Regions from separate parts of the Macaca mulatta genome. Here region 2 is linked to region 1. Evidence: chromatin contacts called from public Hi-C data. All regions are on one chromosome and are shown on one strand. Each heading gives the region's core, a stretch centred on a gene start, on an enhancer-like site or on the middle of the called end of the contact. The rest is flanking DNA. Distances are from core to core; before and after follow the strand shown.

What was found. Hi-C and Micro-C count contacts between places; a contact is called where the count stands out from the background.
Region 2: a Hi-C map of cortical neurons shows a contact between it and region 1, with 5 times the contacts expected there. The contact joins the promoter of MIGA2 here to the promoter of CRAT in region 1. A contact is called at or near these places in 2 of 14 Hi-C or Micro-C datasets (cortical neurons and liver).

What each region holds. Positions count from the first base shown.
Region 1 is chr15:18,532,232-18,539,318 of T2T-MMU8v2.0, forward strand. CRAT (carnitine O-acetyltransferase) reads left to right here and starts at 3,142. Exons shown (of 14, transcript NM_001261113.2): 1 at 3,142-3,271; 2 at 5,942-6,205. The coding sequence starts at 3,245. PTPA (protein phosphatase 2 phosphatase activator) reads right to left here and starts at 2,787. Exons shown (of 11, transcript XM_077967845.1): 1 at 2,706-2,787; 2 at 2,107-2,266. The coding sequence starts at 2,137.
Region 2 is chr15:18,609,032-18,616,118 of T2T-MMU8v2.0, forward strand. It overlaps MIGA2 (mitoguardin 2), which reads right to left and starts at 4,560. Exons shown (of 16, transcript XM_077967727.1): 1 at 4,505-4,560; 2 at 1,447-1,685.

The DNA of each region.
Region 1 (7,087 bases), core at 1,892-4,391:
CAAATTTCAAAAAAGGACCATGTTCAGGGACCTGGCTCTTTTCAGCCATGGATAACCTCCCTGAGCCTTCCTCTCTTTCAGGACACAGGTTCTCTCTCCTCCCACTCTCCACCCCCATTCATCCTAAGGGACACATTCATCTCACTGATAACAGTGGTTGCCTTATATCTCCTCTCTCCTGATATCATTACCAGAACTTTTTTTTTGGGAGATGGAGTCTTGCTCTGTCGCCCAGGCTGGGGTGCAGTGGCTGGAGTGCAGTGGTGCAATCTCGGCTCACTGCAACCTCCGCCTCCTGGGTTCAAGTGATTCTCCTGCCTCAGCCTCCCAAGTAGCTGGGATCACAGGCATATGCCACCACACCCGGCTAATTTTTGTGTTTTGAGTAGAGACAGGGTTTTGCCATGTTGGCCATGGCTGGTCTCAAACTCCTGACGTCAAGTGATCCGCCTGCCTCAGCCTCCCAAAGGGCTGGGATTACAGGTGTGAGCCACCCGGCCCAGAGTCATTACCAGAACTTCCAAGGCAAGCTTGTCCAACCCGCAGCCCAGGGCAGCTTTGAATGTAGCCGGACACAAATTTGTAAACTTTCTTAAAACATAGACCAGGTGTGGTGGTTCACACCTGTAACACCAGCACTTTGGAAGGCCAAGGCAGGCGGATCACGAGGTCAAGAGATCGAGACCGGCTAGGCGCGGTGGCTCATGCCTGTAATCCCAGCACTTTGGAAGGCCAAGGCAGGTGGATCACGAGGTCAGGAGTTCGAGACCAGCCTGGCCAATATGGTGAAATCCCGTCTCTAATAAAAATACAAAAATTAGCTGGGCATGGTGGCACGCTTGTAGTCCCAGCTACTCAGGAGGCTGAGGCAGGAGAATCGCTTGAACCCGGGAGGCGTTCACACCACTGCACTCCAGCTTGGAGGACAGAGTGAGACGCTGCCTCAAAAAAAAAAAAAGAAAAAAACCACAAAACCAGTATGAGACTTTTTTCTTTTTGTGACTTTTTTTTAGCTCATCAGCTCTTGTTAGTTACTGTTAGTGTATTTTATGTGTGGCCCAAGACAATTCTTCTTCCAATGTGGCTTAGATAAGACAAAAGACTGGACACCCCTGTTCTAAGGGCACACACACAGAGGTTTTGTACAAAATGTCTGGTTTCGAATGTCCTAAGAAACAGAACCCAGCTCTTTGTTCATCTCTTTTGTGGGGCATGGAGAGGATGCCTTTTTTGATTTTCAACATTTCTCCCTCCTGAGATCTTCCCAGGGACCACAAAATTGGAGACAGGATAGCAGGAATATCAAATGATTTCAAAACATTAGCTGTGTTTGGTGGGCCAACCTACTTGCCTCTCTGTCGGGAATGTAAAAGTTATCTATGGCCAGTCCAGCCTCCTCCTTCTCCATGAAAGGGGTCTCTAAGAAGATCCTTCCGTAGCACCTCCATCCCAGTTATTTGAGATGAACTAAAAAGAGGCTACAGTGTAAATAAGAGTTACCGAAGGAGATGCCAGAGAGAGACTAACCTCCTTGCACAACCAGCCTTTTAAAATTAGGGGTTTAGACACCACGGGCAGTTTCCCTCAATAAATTCTCAGTCACGGAAACCAGAGAGGAGGAGGATGAGGGGTGAGCAGGGCGCGGAAGCTGAAACTGGGGGCGAGGCAGGCGCGGCCCACTGAGCACCACCCCATCCCCTGAGCAGCGACTAATAAACACGGCAGCCTCCGGAATCACTTTCGCCCCCTTCCCTGGCAACTTCCCCACCAGGTTCACGGCTGACTTAGGCACGCGCTGCCCAAAGAGGCAAAAGGCCCCCCTTATGACCACGGTGCTGCCCACCCGGCATTCGGGCAGCCCAGACTCCCACAAAACCCAGAGCTGCGCCCCAATCACCACCCCTTTGCAGCCCCTGCTTCCCTCCCAGCGGTGCCCCATCACCCACCTCTCCCCTAAGGCCATTCAACTCAGTTTCTCCTCGGGGCCCCTCAGCTTTTGCCCCTCCAGCTCCTCCGTGTCCTGACTCTCGCCCTCCTGAGCCTCCCACACCTGGCGCCGCCCTCACCCTACCCGACCCCGGCCCGGCCTGGCCCCGCCGGCCTTACCTGGTGGCGGCTGCCGCTCGCCCTCAGCCATCTTGCTCCGGCCAGGAGCCGGCCCGGATGCCTGCAGTCCCCTCTCGCCTTTCACGCTTGCACCCACCCTTCCTCTCCCCGGCTCCACCAAAGGCTCCGGGTTTCCTGAAGACAAGTGAGCGCCGGCCGGCTATAACCGAAAACCGAGAGTTAAAGTCACCCCAGGGACGACGGCCGCCATATCGGTGCGGGGCGCTCAGGGAGCATGCCCATTAACGGCCGGCGCGCGGCGGACGCGCGGACTCGGGCGACGGCCATGTCAGTGCGGGGCGCGCGGGGCGCATGCGCGCCAACGGCCCCCAAGCGCCAGGTCCGCTAACGGCTGCCGGAACGACGGGCGCCGCGGCTGCCATGATTGTGCGGGGCGTCAAGTTTGGGTTGTGCACAGCCATGTTTTTCCGGGGCAGTCTCCTGTCCCCGAGTACCACCTGTCATCTTTGTGGGTGGTAGTGACCCTAATCCAAGGAATATGAGAGGACATTCTCCGGACAACACGGTTGTGTTTTCCTACCACTCTAAGAGTTACGCTCAAGAACACCAGACGGAGTTGGAGAGGTGCACACCGCTACCTCCAACAGCTTAGAAGACACGCGGGGGCGGGGGAGAGACAGCTGGACGGTGGCCTCCTCCTTCCTACTCCACAGATCTCAACGCCTTGCGGGGCCTCCCAACCAATGACTCGCCGTCGGCCCCGCCCCTCTGTCCCAGCACCCGCCGTGGCCCCGTCCCCAGCTCGCAGCCAGCCTACTGCGACCCGCTACCGGGAGACGCCCCGCCCCTCCTGACCCTCCCCAAGGAGACCCCGCCCCATCGAGGCCCCGCCCCATCGAGGCCCCGCCCCCGCCCCGCAGCCAGCCTCCCGGGCTCCGTTGCAGGCTCGGGGCCCGCTACCGGCCCAGGCCCCGCCTCGCGAATCCTCCTCCCCGGTGCCTGCCCGGCCCGGAGGGTGGGCGCGGGGCCGCCTCTACCGGCTGGCGGCCGTAACTCAGCGACCTTGGCCCGAAGGCTCTAGCAAGGACCCACCAACCCCAGCCGCTGCAGCGGCGGCGCGGACTTTGCCCGGTGTGTGGGGCGGAGCGGACTGCGTGTCCGCGGACGGGCAGCAAAGATGTTAGCCTTCGCTGCCAGGACCGTGGTGAGTGCGGCGGAGCCAGGGACTGAGGGCCCTGGACGGCGTGGGTGGCCGTGCGGTTGCGCCCGGGAGCGGAGACCTCGTCCTGCGGCCGCTATCCGACCCGGCCTCCAGCTGATGGGGTGGGGTGGGGTGGGGCCAGGCGGGCGTCCCAGGTTTGGCAGAGCAGGAGATTCGGGCGCAGCGTCAGAAGTGGGATTGAACCCACGTCCTGGAGCATTCAATTCCAACGACCCGGGAAAGACAGGGGGGACCCGGCTTCAGTTAGCACCCCCACCCTTAGACCCAGAGACAGGCCGGTGGGGGAGAGAGACCAGGAGCGTCCAGACCCGCGCTCACTCTCCCAGTTATTCTCACACACCCGTCGCACGCTTAGGCCAGAGCCACTTCTCCGACCCTGTCCAGTTAGTTGGTCAGGCTCCTTTGGTTTATCGGATGGTCCCTGGGGAATTGTGTGTGGCCAGAGAAACACGCAGAGGCATCAAGCTAGGCTGCTCAGAAAGGCCTCAGAACTGGCAGGTGGCAGCCCCATGGCCTCCCTCCCCTCCAGCCCCCTTCCCCACCCTGGCTGTATCTACCCCTCAGTCCTCCCCAGAGGGCAGCCTGGATGCTAGCCTAATTTCAGTTCCTTCCATCCCTAATCCAGGCATATGTTGCTGGTGTCTCACTGTCTCGGACACACACTACCGGGCCAGAGGGCAGAGGGTGCATCCAGGCTCAGGCTCAGAGGCCCTTCTAGGTGTTGCAACACCCTGAGCCTCCACTGCACCCTTGTCACTTGTCTCCCAAGCTGCATCTCATCCCACAAACAGACTCTAGGTCATTCTCCAGGACCATCCGACTAGCCTGGTTACTTTCCTGCCAGGGAAACTGAGGCAAGGAGGGACTTGCCCAGAGTCCCCTGGAGCTGCTCATTCAAATCCAGCCCAATCACAGCGTCCTTTGGTTTATTTTTCTTTTTTTTTTTTTTTTTTTTTTTTTTTTTGAGACGGAGTCTCACTCTGTCACCCAGGCTGGAGTGCAGTGGCCGGATCTCAGCTCACTGCAAGCTCCGCCTCCCGCGTTCACGCCATTCTCCTGCCTCAGCCTCCCGAGTAGCTGGGACTACAGGCGCCTGCCACCTCGCCCGGCTAAGTTTTTGTATTTTTAGTAGAGACGGGGTTTCACTGTGTTAGCCAGGATGGTCTCGATCTCCTGACCTCGTGATCCGCCCGTCTCGGCCTCCCAAAGTGCTGGGATTACAGGCTTGAGCCACCGCGCCCGGCCACTTTTGGTTTATTTTTCATACCAAAAGTCCTCCACTCTTGGACCCTAGCTGAATGAGCCACAGCTCAGGAAAAAATGAGTGTTGGTAGAGGGATGGCTCAGATGGGTCCCAGGAGTCCTGGAGAGAAACAGGAAATAGGCAGGGCTTCTGGCTGTCCCATCCACTGATGGCCTTTTCCTGGTGTCTGCTCCCCTGCACCAACCCTAATTTCAGGACCGATCCCAGGGCTGTGGTGTAACCTCAGCGGCCAGGCAGTCTCTGCCCTCCAGCCAAGTTTTCTCTCATCAAAAAGATCTTCACAGATTCTGACAGGTGTATTTTTTTATTACTTCTTGGCCTGCCTCCCTGGCACTGAGCCCATGCAGAGAAGAAAGGAAAGAACTTTCCAGGTTCCCTTCTACTGGAATGCCCCCCACCAGCCTCTCACCTGCTCCCCCTTCCTCTACTTCTGGGAGCTCGGGAGGGTGGAGTAGCTTCTAGAGTTCAGGAGCTTCCCCTGCCACTGCCACAACCCCCGTTGCCACCACAGCCATTGCCACTGCCACCTGCCTCCCCCTGAATCTTGGCTCTTGTCTTCTCTTTCCAGCCCAGGCAAGTGGCTGCCTCTGGCTAGGTTCTGCTCGCCCACTTGGTAGCACAGTTAGGCTTAGAGATCCAACCAAGGCAGACAGGGCCCAGAACCTCGGTCCTGCCATGGAAGAGGATGGGCAGCAGAGAGAGAAGGTATGGAACAGAGCTCCTGCCGCTCGCCTGCTCACTGCAAGAGCAGCCTCGGGCCCTCCTGTCTCTCTTTCTGCCCACTACAGGGCCCCCTGGACTTTCTCTCTTTCTGCTGCCTCTCACCCTCCATGCCAGGCCACCCAGCTCTCTCGCCACAGCACTGCCCTCACCCCACCCTCCCCCATCTCAGAGGCAGGAGGAAGCCCAAGGCCCCTCACCCGAAGATGCTGCCATTGTCTGGCTCTCTGTGATTCTCTCTTCTTCCCTTCTATTTCTCAACCTGGAAAGGGTGGGAGAAAAGGAGGTGGGGACCTCCAAGAGGGACAGTCACCACTCTGCTGGCTGGTTCCTCTTCCAGGGTGAGAAAGGAGGGGCCTGTGCAACCCAACAGGTGGGCGGTCCCCCTCACCTCTGCTACACCAAAGAGCCATTCATCCTGACTTGATTCCCCTGAGCCTTGCCAAGAACCATGGCCACACCCCACCCTTCCCCATCCCTACCTACATCTCCAGGCCCTGGAGAGGCGGGGACATCTATAGCTCTAGGGCTGGGAGGCCAGCGCCAGCCCCACCCAAGAGGCTGTCTCTGCCCCAGGAATGGGCACATAAGTGCCCAGGACTACAGCTTTGGGACTGCCAGGGCTCCAAGCTGGGAAGGGAATGAACAGGATGTTCTGCTGCCTGCAGGTGAAGCCTCTGGGCTTCCTGAAGCCCTCCTCCTTGATAAAGGCTTCCGGACGCTTCAAGGCACACCAGGATGCACTGCCACGGCTGCCTGTGCCCCCTCTCCAGCAGTCCCTGGACCACTACCTGAAGGCGCTGCAGCCCATCGTGAGTGAGGAGGAGTGGGCCCACACCAAGCAGCTGGTGGATGAGTTTCAGGCCTCAGGAGGCGTAGGGGAGCGCCTGCAGAAGGGGCTGGAGCGTCGGGCCAGGAAGACGGAGAACTGGGTGAGTGAGAGATGCCCTCACCGTGACCTGCTGCTGGCTGCACGTGCACAGTTCTCCAGTGCCCACTGCGCTGGCACGGCCGTTCATTTGCTGCCCAGAGTTTTGTGAGCACATACTCTGTGCCTGGCACTTGGCAGGGCACCAGGTGATCAAGAAGGACACAGTCACCAGCCCACTGGAGCTGACATTCAAGTAGGGAGGAGAGAAAGGGGATGAACAGGACACAGGTTGTGGACAAGGTGTCATGTTCTGGGATAGAGGCAGGAGTGGGGTGCAAGGACAGGTACAGCCAGGTAGAAGAAGATGCCCTTGTGGGCCGGGCGCGGTGGCTCAAGCCTGTAATCCCAGCACTTTAGGAGGCCGAGGCGGGCGGATCACAAGGTCAGGAGATCGAGACCACAGTGAAACCCCGTCTCTACTAAAAATACAAAAAATTAGCCGGGCGCGGTGGCGGGCGCCTATAGTCCCAGCTACTCAGGAGGCTGAGGCAGGAGAATGGCGGGAACCCGGGAGGCGGAGCTTGCAGTGAGCCGAGATCGCGCCACTGCACTCCAGCCTGGGCAACAGCATGAGACTCCGTCTCAAAAAAAAAAAAAAAAAAAAAAAAAAAAAGAAGATGCCCTTGTGCTCCGTGGGACAGCCTTAGGCAGCGGATACATGTCACTTAGTGACGGATCGCCCTGGTTCTGTGTCTGATCTGTGACACAGGTGTACCCAGTTTGGAAAATGTGCCTACACCAATGCTTCGTGTGCTTTTCTATTTACATCTCATACTTCAACACACAAATTAAAAAGGTGACAGCCGGGTACAATGACTCATACCTGTAATCCCAGCACTTTGGGAGGCCAAGGCGGGTGGATCACGAGGTCAGGAGTTCGAGA
Region 2 (7,087 bases), core at 3,310-5,809, 78 kb after region 1:
CCCTGGGTCCAAGGCAGCAGGACTGCCCCAGAGCACCTCAGGGACAGGACATACACCGGCCCTCTGGCACATCTGCCAACCAGACGAGAGACTGAGAGGCAGCTGCCCTACACAGGGAACTTGACCAGCCTCCCTGAAACACGGACCACAAAAACGTAAAGATGGCAAGATGCCAGTGCTGAGGAGGTGAGGTCTAAGGGCCAGCACCCTCAGTCATGATGACAATGAGCTGCAGTGAGCAAGCACCAGCTGTGCCTGGCACTGCACTAGGACCTAGCCTGGGGTACCCATCTGAGTCCCTGTCATTTCCAGATGAGGCACCTGAGGCTCACCCAGGTGAAGACACACGCTCAAGGCGACAGAGGCAGACATGAAACCCAGATCTGCTGACCCCTGTTTCTCAGCGATGCCTCAAAGATGATGACACTCACTCACCTGCCACCCCATCTGAACACTTCCTACTGCTGCACCTCACCCTCTGCCCTCTGGGCCTGGGAGCCCCTCAGGTGGGACTGCAACCCCCAGGGCAGATCTTTGGTCAAGAGCCCAGTCAGCCACAAACATGTGAGTTGTCGGGGGGGGCACTGACCTCTTTTACAGACTGAGTAACTGAGGTCAAGAGTTCATATAGGACCAGGTGCCGTGGCTCATGCCTACAATCCCAGCACTTTAGGAGGCCAAGGTGGGTGGATGACTTGAGCCCAAGAGTTCAAGACCAGCCTGGGCAACATAGCAAGGCTCTATTTCTACCACAAAAAACTTTTGTTGTTGTTGTTGAGACGGAGTCTTACTCTGTTGCCCAGGTTGGACTGCAGTGGTGTGATCTCGGCTCACTGCAACCTCCGCCTCCTGGGTTCAAGTGATCCTCCCGCCGCAGCCTCCCAAGTAGCTGGGATTACAGGCACCTGCCACCAGGCCCAGCTAAATTTTTTTTTTTTTGAGACAGTGTCTTACTCTGTTGCCCAGGCTGGAGTATAGTGGCACGATCTCAGCTCACGGCAACTTCCACCTCCTGGGTTCAAGCAATTCTCCTGTCTCAGCTTCCCAGGTAGCTGGGACTACAGGCACACACCACCACGCTTGGCTAATTTTTGTATTTTTAGTAGAGACAGGGTTTCACCACATTGGCCAAGCTGGTCTCGAACTCCTGACCTCAGGTGATCCGCCCGTCTCGGCCTCCCAAAGTGCTGGGATTACAGGCATGAACCACCGCACCTGGCCAAAACAATTTTTTTAATTAATTAAAAAAAAAAAAAAAAAGAGTTCATATAGTCTTAGGCTAAAGAACAGGCCTGAAGCCTCAGACAACAAACCCAGTACAAAGAGGAGACACCAGAGGTCTGGCAAAGCAAGAACGAGGGCTCAGTGTTCCTGGACACGGAGGAGCCCTGGGCTGAGCATGGAAGTGTTTCACAGACAAGAAATACAACTCACTCCGATCCTTACCTGCCCAAACGTCGTGTACAGGAACACGGGGATCTCAGCCACCGTCATGGCCAGGGCCTGGATCATGGACGTGCCCTCAGCCCTCCGGAACGCCATGGCAGGGCCAATGCCCCAGGCAAAGTCCTCAGGGCCAAGAGCTTCCAAGGAGAACGTCTTCAACTGGTTGCTAGCTGGGTCCTGGGCACCATCCACGCCCCAGAAGGACAGGAACACACATACCAGAGGGCCCCTCCACAGAGCTAAGAGACAGACGACCAAGTCAGAGAAGAGAACGTACACACGGCAACACGCGGAAATGCACACAAGAGCGTCCATGGGGGAGGAGGCGGGAGCAAAGCTTGCCTCTGGAACCCCAGGTCTGGAATCAGGCCCCAGGCCTCTGCATCTGCCCACCAGCGGGCAGCCCCACGCCCACAGACTCTCTGCCTACCAGGGGCCCTGCAAGCGGAAACATCTTTGGCCAGCCAGCCCAGGAGAGGACCCAGAACCTGGGAGGTGAACAGGTCACTCTCAGACTTAGGGCTTTAAGCCATATTTTCTCTACCTTTTTCAACCCATGGACCATTTGCTAAGCAAAAATCTTAGGCCCCAGACTGAGAATCACTGCATCTTTTTACCTCCCACAAAGTTAAGGATGTTTCCTTGCTGGGCACTGCGGCTCACGCCTGTAATCCCAGCACTTTGGGAGGCCGAGGCGGGCGGATCACCTGAGGTCAGGACTTCGAGACTGGCCTGGTCAACATGGTGAAACCCCGTCTCTACTAAAAATGCAAAAATTAGCCAGTGTGGTGGCACGTTCCTGAAATCCCAGCTACTTGGGAGGCTGAGGCAGGAGAATCGCTTGAATCCAGGAGGCAGAGGTTGCAGTGAGCCTAGATGGTGCCACTGCACTCCAGCCTGGGTGACAGAGCGAGACTCTGCCTCAAAAAAAAAAAAAAAAGACAAACAAAAAAAGGATTCTGTGAAGTTGATGCCACCCACCTTCCCCCCAGCCTCATCTCTGGTTTCCGATGAGGAAACTGAATCTCCGACAAGCTAAGTTAGGAGTCCAAAGTCACATAGCTGGTACATGGTAGAGTAAGACTTTGTGCTCAGTGCAACCCTTTTGCTAAATTTGACATGCAGCAGGAAGTAGCAAGCCCCAGCAGACCACAGAGTACTGGGCAGCTTTCCCTGGGACCTCAGGAAATACTCCCCTCCCCCACAGGGTGCCCCATTGCCCCTTCCCAAGGCCAGGAAATAAGTGGCTTGATCACACCTAGCCTGGACCCCAAGACCCAGCAGGGTGCTCCCCCACTTCCAGCTCCAAGCCCGAGGATGCCTTCAATGTCTCCCGGGACCTCAAGCAGAAGGAACACACAGGCCAAGACCGACCCTGTCTCCCTGGGATGGCGGCCAAAGTCACTGGGGCAGCAGAAGAAACAGCTTCTCTCCAGTGAGTGGGAAGGACTGAGGAGCCTGTCAGTCTAGCTCTAAGACTGGGGGGTGTGTGAGAGAGGAGGGGCGGGCAGGGTGATGTTCTAGGGCTAAGGAAGCTTCCAGGTTGTCAAAGGTAGAGGCATCCTACCAGGAGGCTGTGAATTGAGCTACGTGACCCACAGTGGTCAGGACCTAGGTTAATACTGTAAGCCACATCCCCCTACCCCTCACCCCGACCCCAGGCTGGCTCAGGTCTCAGAAACAGGGAAGACAAGAACATCAGAGGGCCAGCAGCTACTATTTCCCAAGCCCTTACTCCAGGCCAGACTCAGAACAGGCTCTCCACGACAGGCTTTGGGTCCAGTCCTCTCAGAACCCTCGCAATGACCAATGTTTATCTCAAGGATGGGGAAACGCGGAGGCTCTCAGATGAGGCAGCCTGCCTGAGGTCACTGAGTACTAAGCGGCCAAGTTCTGGGGGATCTCGAGACTGTGGTAGTGCTTCCCAGCTGCTGCCAGCTACAACTGCCACCGCTCCTTCCAGGCCACACCTGTAGCACTTCTGGGCCTCTAAGTGAGAAGCCCACATGTCCTTAAAGATGAGCCTGAACACATGCTCCAGGGGTGACTGAGGCCCACTGTTTGCGGGAGAGTCCAGAGCAGCCCCTTGTCCCCACTGGGAGGCAGAGCCTGCAGGTGCAAGGTAACACCACCAGCCCCCAAGCCTGCTTCACTCCAGGGATGGATCCAAATCCAGTCAACCCACACTGTGTCTGTCCCCCTGGCACCCTGGCCATCCCCCAGGGCCCAAGATGAGACCCCTCCACCTCCTCTCCACAATGAAAAGTCCACAGCAATGTTCCCTACCAAATGGACACTTCTACTGCTGTGCAGGGCCTGGCCCCACTTGGGCAGCCATCTCTCGTGCCCTACAATCTTAGGCAGACACCTCCTCATTCCACCGTCACCAGAGCACTTACAGCACCCTCAGCCTGGGTGTCTAAGCTTATCATCCCACGCGCCTCCTCCCCTGCGCTAGGCAACCCCACTAATGACTCTGGCCTGTCCACTCGCTCATTCCGCCTGGACCCCAACAACGTCCCCGACTCCCTTGAGCCACTCTGCCCAGTCTCCTATTCATCCCATGCCGGACCCCTCAACAGTCCCACCATGCCGGGCACTGGGCACCCCCGCGCTGGACCTCAGCAATATCCCTGTCTTCAGAAATTGCTCACTCCACCCCAGACATCTTGGGCAGCCCCTTCTTCTCTTGCCCCTACCCCGGAATATCCTTGAAACTCACCCAAGTACCCTCTGGCGCTGCTCACGGCCAGCACACCTGCTCCTTCCATCCCGGGTGCTTTCCCCGCCTCGGATCGGGTACCTGCGCGCCTGCTCCAATCCCCGCCACGTTCCAGGCCTGGGCATCACCTCCCTGACCCAAGTACCTTCTCGTTCCACTCCCAAGCAAGGTACCCTCTCGCACCGTCCCTGGCCCGGGTGCCCACTCATTCCAAACCCGGCACCTTCCCGGTCCAGTTGGGCCCGGACACCCGCGCTCACTCGGTCCTCCGCTCAAGTCCCGGGCCCTGCCGCGCTGCCCGACCGCCTTGGGGGCTCAGCCCGGGCCGATACTCACCCGGGATCCCATCGCTACGGAAGGGCAGCGTCTCCTTCCCCCGCAGCTGCGCAACCAAACCGAGGCCGTCGGGGGCGTGGCCTAGCGCCAGGCCCACCCGTTTCTGGCCAATGAGCATTGCTAAGTCGCTCAGGGCCGCCGCAGCCTCTGGCCAATTAGGCGGGTCATGTGACCAAGCTGCTAGTCCACCTCTCCCGCCCTCTTCCCCGCCCCCTAGTGCGGTTGAAGCGCGAAAGTGGTCTCTTCTCTTCTACTATTGGCCATTCAGATTCGATCGACATGGGCGGCTGGGTGGGGCGGGGCCACTCTTAAAGCGACTGAAGCGGAGCAGCCAGACCTCGAAGGGGGTTTCTTGGAGGACGCCAAAGCAGGCTGAGCTCTCACATTAAGATCCTCTACTCTTGTCGTTCCCCACAAGGACAAATCCTTCCCACTCTCCAAGCGCCCACTTTCAAATACTACCGCCCCTGACTTCCCGCAGCATGCTCTTATACTGCCCCCACTCTCCCCCTTGTTCTGGAGTTGTTTGCAGAAGTGCCAGGTCTCGCCTGCTAGACAGTGTCTCTGAGAGCTGGAGTCAAGGGGTCTTCAGTTCTGGCCACCTATCTGGGTCTTACACTAAACACCAGGATTGAGATCAGGCCGACCTAAGATGGAATCAAGTGTTGCCACTTCAGTTCTCTAGAGTTTACCCCTGTGTGAAATGAAATAGGGATGAGGCCGGGCGCAGTGGCTCACGCCTGTAATCCCAGCACTTTGGGAGGCCGAGGTGGGTGGATCACGAGGTCAGGAGTTCGAGACCAGGCTGTCCCAACATGGTGAAACCCTGTCTCCACTAAAGATAAAAAACTAAAATAAAAATTAGCCAGGCGTGGTGGCACACACCTGTAATCCCAGCTACTCGGGAGGCTGAGGCAGGAGAATCTCTTGAACCCAGTAGGCAGAGGTTGCAGTGAGCTGAGATCCAACCATTGCACTCCAACCTGGGCCACAGGGTGAGACTCCATCTAAAAAGAAGAAGAAAAAGGCCGGGCGCGGTGGCTCAAGCCTGTAATCCCAGCACTTTGGGAGGCCGAGACGGGCGGATCACGAGGTCAGGAGATCGAGACCATCCTGGCTAACACGGTGAAACCCCGTCTCTACTAAAAATACAAAAAAAAAAAAACTAGCCGGGCGAGGTGGCGGGCGCCTGTAGTCCCAGCTACTCGGGAGGCTGAGGCAGGAGAATGGCGTAAACCCAGGAGGCGGAGCTTGCAGTGAGCTGAGATCCGGCCACTGCACTCCAGCCTGGGCGACACAGCGAGACTCCATCTCAAAAAAAAAAAAAAAAAGAAGAAAAAAAGAAATAGGGATAAAATTCTTCCCTTTCCCGAATCACAGGGTTTTGGAGAGGATGGAAAGAGGACGGAGTGTCAGCCCTTCCATAACTGTGAAGAGCTGGGCACAACTACGTTTTAAAATTGCAATTGTCGGCTGGGAGCGGTAGCTCATGCCTCTATTCCCAGCACTTTGGGAGGCTGAGGTGAGTGGATCACTTGAGATCAGGAGTTCGAGACCAGCCTGGCCAACATGGTGAAAACCCGTCTCTACTAAAAATACAAAAGTTAGCTGGGTATGGTGGCACACACCTATAATCCCAGCTACTTGGGAGGCTGAGGCAGGAGAATTGCTTGAGCCAGGAGGCGGAGCTTGCAGTGAACCAAGATCGCACCACTGCACTCCAGCCTAAGCAACAGAGCAAGACTCCATCTCAAAAAAAAAAAAAAAAAAAAAAAGCCCCGGAGCAGTGCCTCACGCCTGTAATCCCAGTACTTTGGGAGGCCAAGGAAGGTGGATCACAAGGTCAGGAGATTGAGACCATCCTGCCCAACATGGTGAAACCCCAGCAAGGTGGCGTGTGCCTGTAGTCCCAGCTACTCAGGAGGCTGAGGCGGGAGAATCGCTTGAAACCGGGAGGCGGAGGTTGCAGTGAGCCGAGATCGCGCCACTGCTCTCCAGCCTGGGTGACAGAGCAAGATTCCATCTCAAAAAAAAAAAAAAAAAGGAAAATTATAATTGTTGAATAAAGCCTTCATTTATTCAACTAATGTTTTCTGTGTGCCAGCCTTTTGGCTGGACATGGGAGCTCAGTGGTGGACAGGAGGTAGGGATGTGGTGGCCCCAGGGGAGTTCATTGTCTGGGGAGCAGATACTTAATCACAATCCCCTGTGATGGTTACTCTAATGGGGGAATGTGGGATACCAAGGAGACACCTGGGCTTGCCTGGGGAGGTGAGAGGCTCCAGAAAGAAAAGGGGGATCCAAGGCCGGATGTGGTAGCTCACGTCTATAATCCCGGCACTTTGAGAGGCCGAGGAGAGCGGATCATGAGGTCAGGAGTTTGAGACCAGCCTGACCAATATGATGAAATTAGCCAGGCGTGGTGGCATGCCCTGTCTATGTCGGCCCGCCATGCTCAACCCCTTGCGGGAGGGAGCATGGGGGCGGCAAGTGCAGGATCTGGCTGGCTGCTTTGGGCGTGGGCAAAACGAGGCTCCGTGCAGGCCCCATGGCGGTGCCCAGGTCGGGGTGCCTGCAAACCCT